Linked DNA regions of Bos taurus: region 2 is linked to region 1. Evidence: chromatin contacts called from public Hi-C data. All regions are on one chromosome and are shown on one strand. The core of a region is the stretch at or near the end of the contact, and the rest is flanking DNA. Distances in the headings are between cores, read along the strand shown.

Region 1 (2,911 bases), core at 248-2,747:
GTAGCCCTGACAAGCCCAAGCTGCACTCCCCCGCCCAGGCCAGCCCCCATCTCACCATCTTGGAGCCCTGGAGAAGCCACTGGCTCAGGCCGGCCCTAGGCTGGATGGGAAGGTTTCATCCCACCTGGGAGAACCAGCCACATCTTTAGGCAGCCCGACCTTCTCTGCACCGGACTAACCCGCTGGGCAGAGGACGTGGAGGGTGTCTGAGCAGCACAGGACACTCTCTGCCACACACAGGGTAGGGCAGACGCTAAGACTGACCCTGTGCCCCAGCACTCGGGAAGCTGAGTGCATAAACACCCTCCCCCCTTCAGTCACCTCTGCAGATGGCACCCCGGAGCGAACGCTCAAGCACGGACAAGCCCTGCAGTAGGGTGTATACACACACAGACATACGCATACACACACAGAGGCAAGCTCAGGCAGGAACTCCACTCAGAACACCACTGAGTAGGAACCAGAGTGCGCGCACGCACACACGCACACACACCACACGGGCCTGTGACCCCAGGCCCTGTCTGAGCCCACGCCCTCTGCTTGGCTGTGAGACCCTCGCTGGCTCGGCACAGGCCGAGGTTAGAGGCGCCCAGGGTGAGGACCAGGGAAGCCCAGCTCTTCCAAACAGCCCTGCTTCTCTGGCAGCTCTCGCCAGGCTGGATTTTCCTGCAGGGCTTTCTGATTTTGTTTTTGATCTGCTGGAGTGTTGATCATGCGCCAGACACCGTGCCAACACCGTGATAACATGTGCAAAGTTGTTTTGAGCGAAGCTTTCAGTAAATGTGGGTTATTACATGTATTACTATTTACGTGTCTAATCTCATTTCTTGTAACTACCCTGAGAGGCAAGGTGCTATTATCCTCATTTCACAGATAAAGAAAACAGGGTGCCTAGATTTGAAGTGTGGAGAAGGCAATGGCACCCCACTCCAGTGCTCTTGCCTGGAAAATCCCATGGATGGAGGAGCCTGGTAGGCTGCAGTCCATGGGGTCGCTAGGAGTCGGACACGACTGAGCGACTTCCCTTTCACTTTTCACTTTCATGCATTGGAAGGAAATGGCAACCCACTCCAGTATTCTTGCCCGGAGAATCCCAGGGGCGGGGGAGCCTGGTGGGCTGCCGTCTCTGGGGTCACACAGAGTCGGACATGACTGAAGCGACTTAGCAAAAGCGGCAGCAGATTTGAAGTGGCTGGTCCTAGTGGCACACAGACAGTAAGTAACAGAGGCAGGAGTTGAGCCCAGGTCTCTGAGTCTGTGCTGTTTATTTATTTGGCAGTGCTGGGTTTCAGTTGCAGCATGTAGGAATCTAGTCCTCTGACCAGGGATCGAACCCAGGCCCCCTGCATTGGAAGCACGGAGTCTTAGCCACGGACCACCTGCGAAGTCCTTCTGAGTCTGTGCTTTTAACTTCTGGCTTGCTGACACTCCCAGCTGGCAAGCGAGCCCCACTGACTGACCCTGGTGAAGGCCACAGGGCAAGAGGGATTGTGGATGGGCAGGCCTTCAGGATACCGTGGTGCTTTGAGTTTGAGAGACGTGGGGCGGAGGGAGCGAGGGACAGGATCCCCAGAATGGGAATGCGTGTGAGAGGACCCCTCGCCTGCTTCTTCAGGGTGTTTTCTGTCCCGTGGCACTTGCATTGACTCCCAGTATGACGAAGGAGGTGTGGGGGCTCCTGGGCAGCTGGTGAGTTTGGAGGGCGGGGCTGGACCAGGGCTGGGCAGCTGGCGCCTCGGCTGCCCCTCCCACCTGGCTGTGACCCTTGGCAAGTCTCCCCGCCCCCCATGCCCCCAGGCCTGAGCAAGGCTGAGCTGCCACCTGGACTAAAGCTTATCTCTGACCTTTGGCATTCCTGTGTGTGGACAGATTGCAAGAGCAGCCTCTGCCCAGGCTTACGGGGACCTGCTGCCTCGGTAGAAATGCGCCTCCTCTGTAGGCAGATAAGCCCTCACTGTCAGGAAACTGGAGCGCTGTGAAAGGATGAGGAGGGGGCTTCCCTGGTGGTCTACTGGTTAAGAATCTGCCTGCCAATGCAGGGGACATGGGTTCGATCCCTGGTCTGTAAAAATTCCACATGGCTCGGGGCAACTGAGCCTGTGCGCAGGACTACTGAAGCCCGTGCGCTCTAAGAGCCTGTGCTCTGCAGCAAGAAATCTTGGTCTGTGAGAAGCCTGTGCATTGCAACTAGAGAATACCCCCACTCACTGCACCTGGAGAAAGCCCACACGGCAGCGAAGACCCAGTGCAGCCGGAAACTAATTAATTAAAAATAAATAAAAAATACTAAAATAAAAGACGAGGGACTGCAGTGGCCATTTGCTCTGGCCTCACTGACTCCTTGTGAGCCCGCTGTGAGTTTTGTTTTCATTATCCCCATTATGAGAAAACTCCAGTTTGGTGAGATGGCATCTACCCTGCCCTACAAACATGGTGCTTCTCAAAGTGTGCTCCATGAGCCTCCTACTTCAGAATCCCCTGGGAGATTCAAAACCTTGCATGTTCTCAGGCCCCATCACGGGCCAGCATCGTCAGAGTCTTCAGGGTCAGCTCGTGGATCTAGAGTGTAGGTCTTCCAGGTAGTTTTGCTGCAGTTTGTAGACGGGAGTCCAGGGAGGAGACCTCCTGAGTTGGCCTTCCATCACACTTCCTTTTTTTTTTTCTTTTAAATTGGAGTATAGTTGCTTTACAGTGTTGTTAATTTCTGCTGTACAACAAAGTCAATCAGCTATATGTGTACACAGACCCTTCCCTCTTGGACCTCCCACCCACCTCCAGTTCCCACCCCTGGAAGTCATCGCTGAGCACTGAGCTGGGCTCCTTGTGCTACACAGCGGCTTCCCATGGCTATCTGTTTTATACACGGTAGTGTATATATGTCAGTCCCAATCTCCCGAGTCATCCCACCACC
Region 2 (2,911 bases), core at 212-2,711, 35 kb after region 1:
TTTCCCTTTAGCCTGGGAAAGAGGACAGGAAATACAAGAGATCGTTAGCCTTTTGGTACAATAAAATCCGGAACCATTTGGGCTGGCTTAATTTAGAATTTCAGCACATTTATATCATTCTGGTCTTTCCCAGGTGGTGCTACTGGTAATGAACCAGCCTGCCAATGCAGGAAACATGGGTTTGATCCTGAGTCTGGAACATCCATTGGTGGAGGACATGGCAACCCATGCCAGTATTCTTGCCTGGAGAATCCCAGCGAAAGAGGAGCCTGGAGGGCTACAGTCCATAATGTTGCAAAAACAGTTGGACACGACTGAAGCCACTTAGCATGCACGGTCTTTCCTTTAAGTGGCTTCTAGAGAAAATGAATCTGTGGGCTGTCTCTTCATCTGGGTGTCTGGTACCGCAGTTCCTTTTCTCTCTCTCCCTGATTTCTGCTCTTCCTCCATTCCAGAACCCTGGCCATCAGTCTGACCAACTTCAAGTATGAGAGTGAAGCACCAGCTCATCTCTCAAATGACTGGGCATCAGAGGATATTTAGGGTTGCAGTTTTCACTCTGACGATGGTTCTCGCAATTTGCTCCCAGCCCCTGGATCTCGTTCAGTTCAGTCACTCAGTCAAGTCCGACTCTTTGTGACTCAGTGGACTGCAGCATGCCAGGCTTCCCTGTCTATCACCAACTTCTGGAGCTTACTCAGACTCATGTTCATCGAGTCAGTGATGCCATCCAACCACCTCATCTTCTGTTGTCCCCTTCTTCTCCCGCCTTCAATCTTTCCCAGCATCAGGGCCTTTTCCAGTGAGTCAGTCCTTTGAATCAGGTGGCCCAAGTATTGGAGTTTCAGCTTCAGGATCAGTCCTTCCAATGAATATTCAGGGCTGATTAACTTTAGGGTTAACTGGTTTGATCTCCTTGCAGTCCAAGGAACTCGCAAGAGTCTTCTCCAACACCACAGTTCAAAAGGATCAATTCGTTAGGCTGACTTAACAACTTGTCTTCTCCGTCCTTCAAACCTTAGCCTGGATTTACCGCTAAATCTGTACTCTGGGTGCAGCCCTGGGCTAGAGGTCATCCAGGCGACAAGAAATCCGTTTCCCAGAGGAGTCCAGTTCCCATAGCTCGGGGCTGTCGCCATCAGAGAACCGCTGAGGGGACGCCCTTCCTGTGACCGTGGCGGAGGCAAGCCGGCCTGGGCAGCCCTTAGGGTAAAGGGGCGTCTCTTGGCCAATGAGCTCGTGTTTAAAATTTATCGCGTTTGGTAGGAGCGTCCTCTACCTCATTCCGGTTCCGGGAGTTGCAGGGAAAACACTCGCCCTCCCCGCGCCCCGTAGTTATTATCGGGAGGGCTGGGCCACCGAGCGGTTTAAACCCAAAAGCCACGCCCTCAGCCTGAAGCCGGAAAGAACCGCTACGTCCCCGAGCTTTCCCCCCCTGCGTACTTCCGGTTCAGTCCCTGGCTTCCGGTGCTGCCAGTCCGTGGGTCGTGAAGGGGGTTTTTGTAAACATGGCGTTTTCCCCGAACGTTTTGCTGGGCGGGCGTGTCTGCGCAGCGGTTGCTCGCAGTGGGTTTGCTACCCGGAGGGTGACCATCCCGGGCTCTACCAGCCGAGAGCCGGACCCCGATTTCGACTGGGAACCGGAGGAGCGAGAACTGCAGGAGGTGGAGAGGTACCGACTCCTTCCCGGGCCCTCAGCCTGAAGCAGGGCCTCGGTCTGGGCGCCCTTGTCCGCGCCCGGTTGGCGCTGGGCGTCCTGCAGCAGCCCTTCTCACCCGTTTTTAGGGACGCAGGGGCAGGTGTTAGATCCTTTGGGACCACAGGTCCTTTCACCAAGGACGTATTTCATCACCCGACTGAAGAATTCAGCAACAGCTTATGGGCTGCTGTTCTTGGTGTTAGACTTCTGGGGCGGTGTTCTGGCTGGCCGACATGGCCACGTAGTGTTTGCAAAGTGAAGTGCGCTGGACGCTCTGTGACTGACCCCAAGGCTCTTAAACCACCCATCTAGCGTCTATGCATGGTTTCTGCCATTGGTTCTCTCCCCCAGCGCCCTGAAACGACAGAAAAAAGCCATCCGGTTCCAGAAAATTCGAAGGCAAATGGAGGCGTCAGGTGCCCCACCCAGGACCCTGACGTGGGAAGCCATGGAGCAGATCCGGTAAGACTATTAAGATTTTTGTTTTGAATACATAGTGCATTACATATGGCTCAAAATTAAAGCAGTATAACTGCGTATGTGTTGAGAAGTGTTAACCCTCCTAGTCTCCTGTGGATAGAAATACTATTAAAATATTAATAGTTTTCTTGTGTCACTATCTAGGTTTCCTTCTGCACATAGAAGCAAGCCCATGTGAATGTAGAATTTTATTTTCACTTTCGTAGTCTCAAACAATTTATAAATAACTTTTCTACACTTTACTTGTTCATTTAATATATTCCGAAGATCTTTCAACTTCCCAAGAGAGAGCGCCTCATTCTCATTTGTAGATGCTTAATAAATTGTAGTTTATATTACTGGTCTTTTATGGTGGGCGTTTGAATTGTTCCCACCCACTCACTGTAACAAATAGTGCCCTAGTGCATGACCTTGTGTACCCATCAATGTCCATATCTGCCAGAAGCATTATACACATTCTCAGAAGTAGGGTTACTGAAGCCAAAGCTAAATGAATTTGCATTTTGATAAATATTGCTAAATAGTCTTCCGAAGGTCATGTTCCGTTTTTCATTCTCACCAGAATAATTCTGGAGTTGAGACTTAGAATCAGGGGGATTTATAGAGATGATCAAGATTTTATGAGCCTACAACAACTCTCTTCTGTCAGCTTCCTCTCGTCTTGAATGCCAGCATTTTTAACCCTTCCATCTTCTTACCTGTCACCTCCCCTTTGGGGATCGTTAAATAATC

Evidence for each region. A called contact is a pair of places that touch in the nucleus more often than the background predicts.
Region 2: a contact with region 1 is called in a Hi-C map of liver, with 2.1 times the contacts expected there. The contact joins the promoter of NGRN here to the enhancer-like site in region 1. A contact is called at or near these places in 2 of 11 Hi-C or Micro-C datasets (liver and skin fibroblasts).

Annotation. Positions count from the first base shown.
Region 1 is chr21:21,599,109-21,602,019 of ARS-UCD2.0, forward strand. The region is part of intron 4 of SEMA4B (semaphorin 4B); the gene reads left to right. Among named protein-coding and RNA genes, the nearest start is that of CIB1, 21 kb to the right of the region's middle. Within about 2 kb of position 1,498, at least 20 of the 102 cell types and tissues checked have an H3K27ac peak or open chromatin away from gene starts, as enhancers often do. A contact at or near this core is called in liver, where this site is marked.
Region 2 is chr21:21,634,135-21,637,045 of ARS-UCD2.0, forward strand. It overlaps NGRN (neugrin, neurite outgrowth associated), which reads left to right and starts at 1,462. Exons shown (of 2, transcript NR_028054.1): 1 at 1,462-2,161. It also overlaps a transcript of GDPGP1 not described here.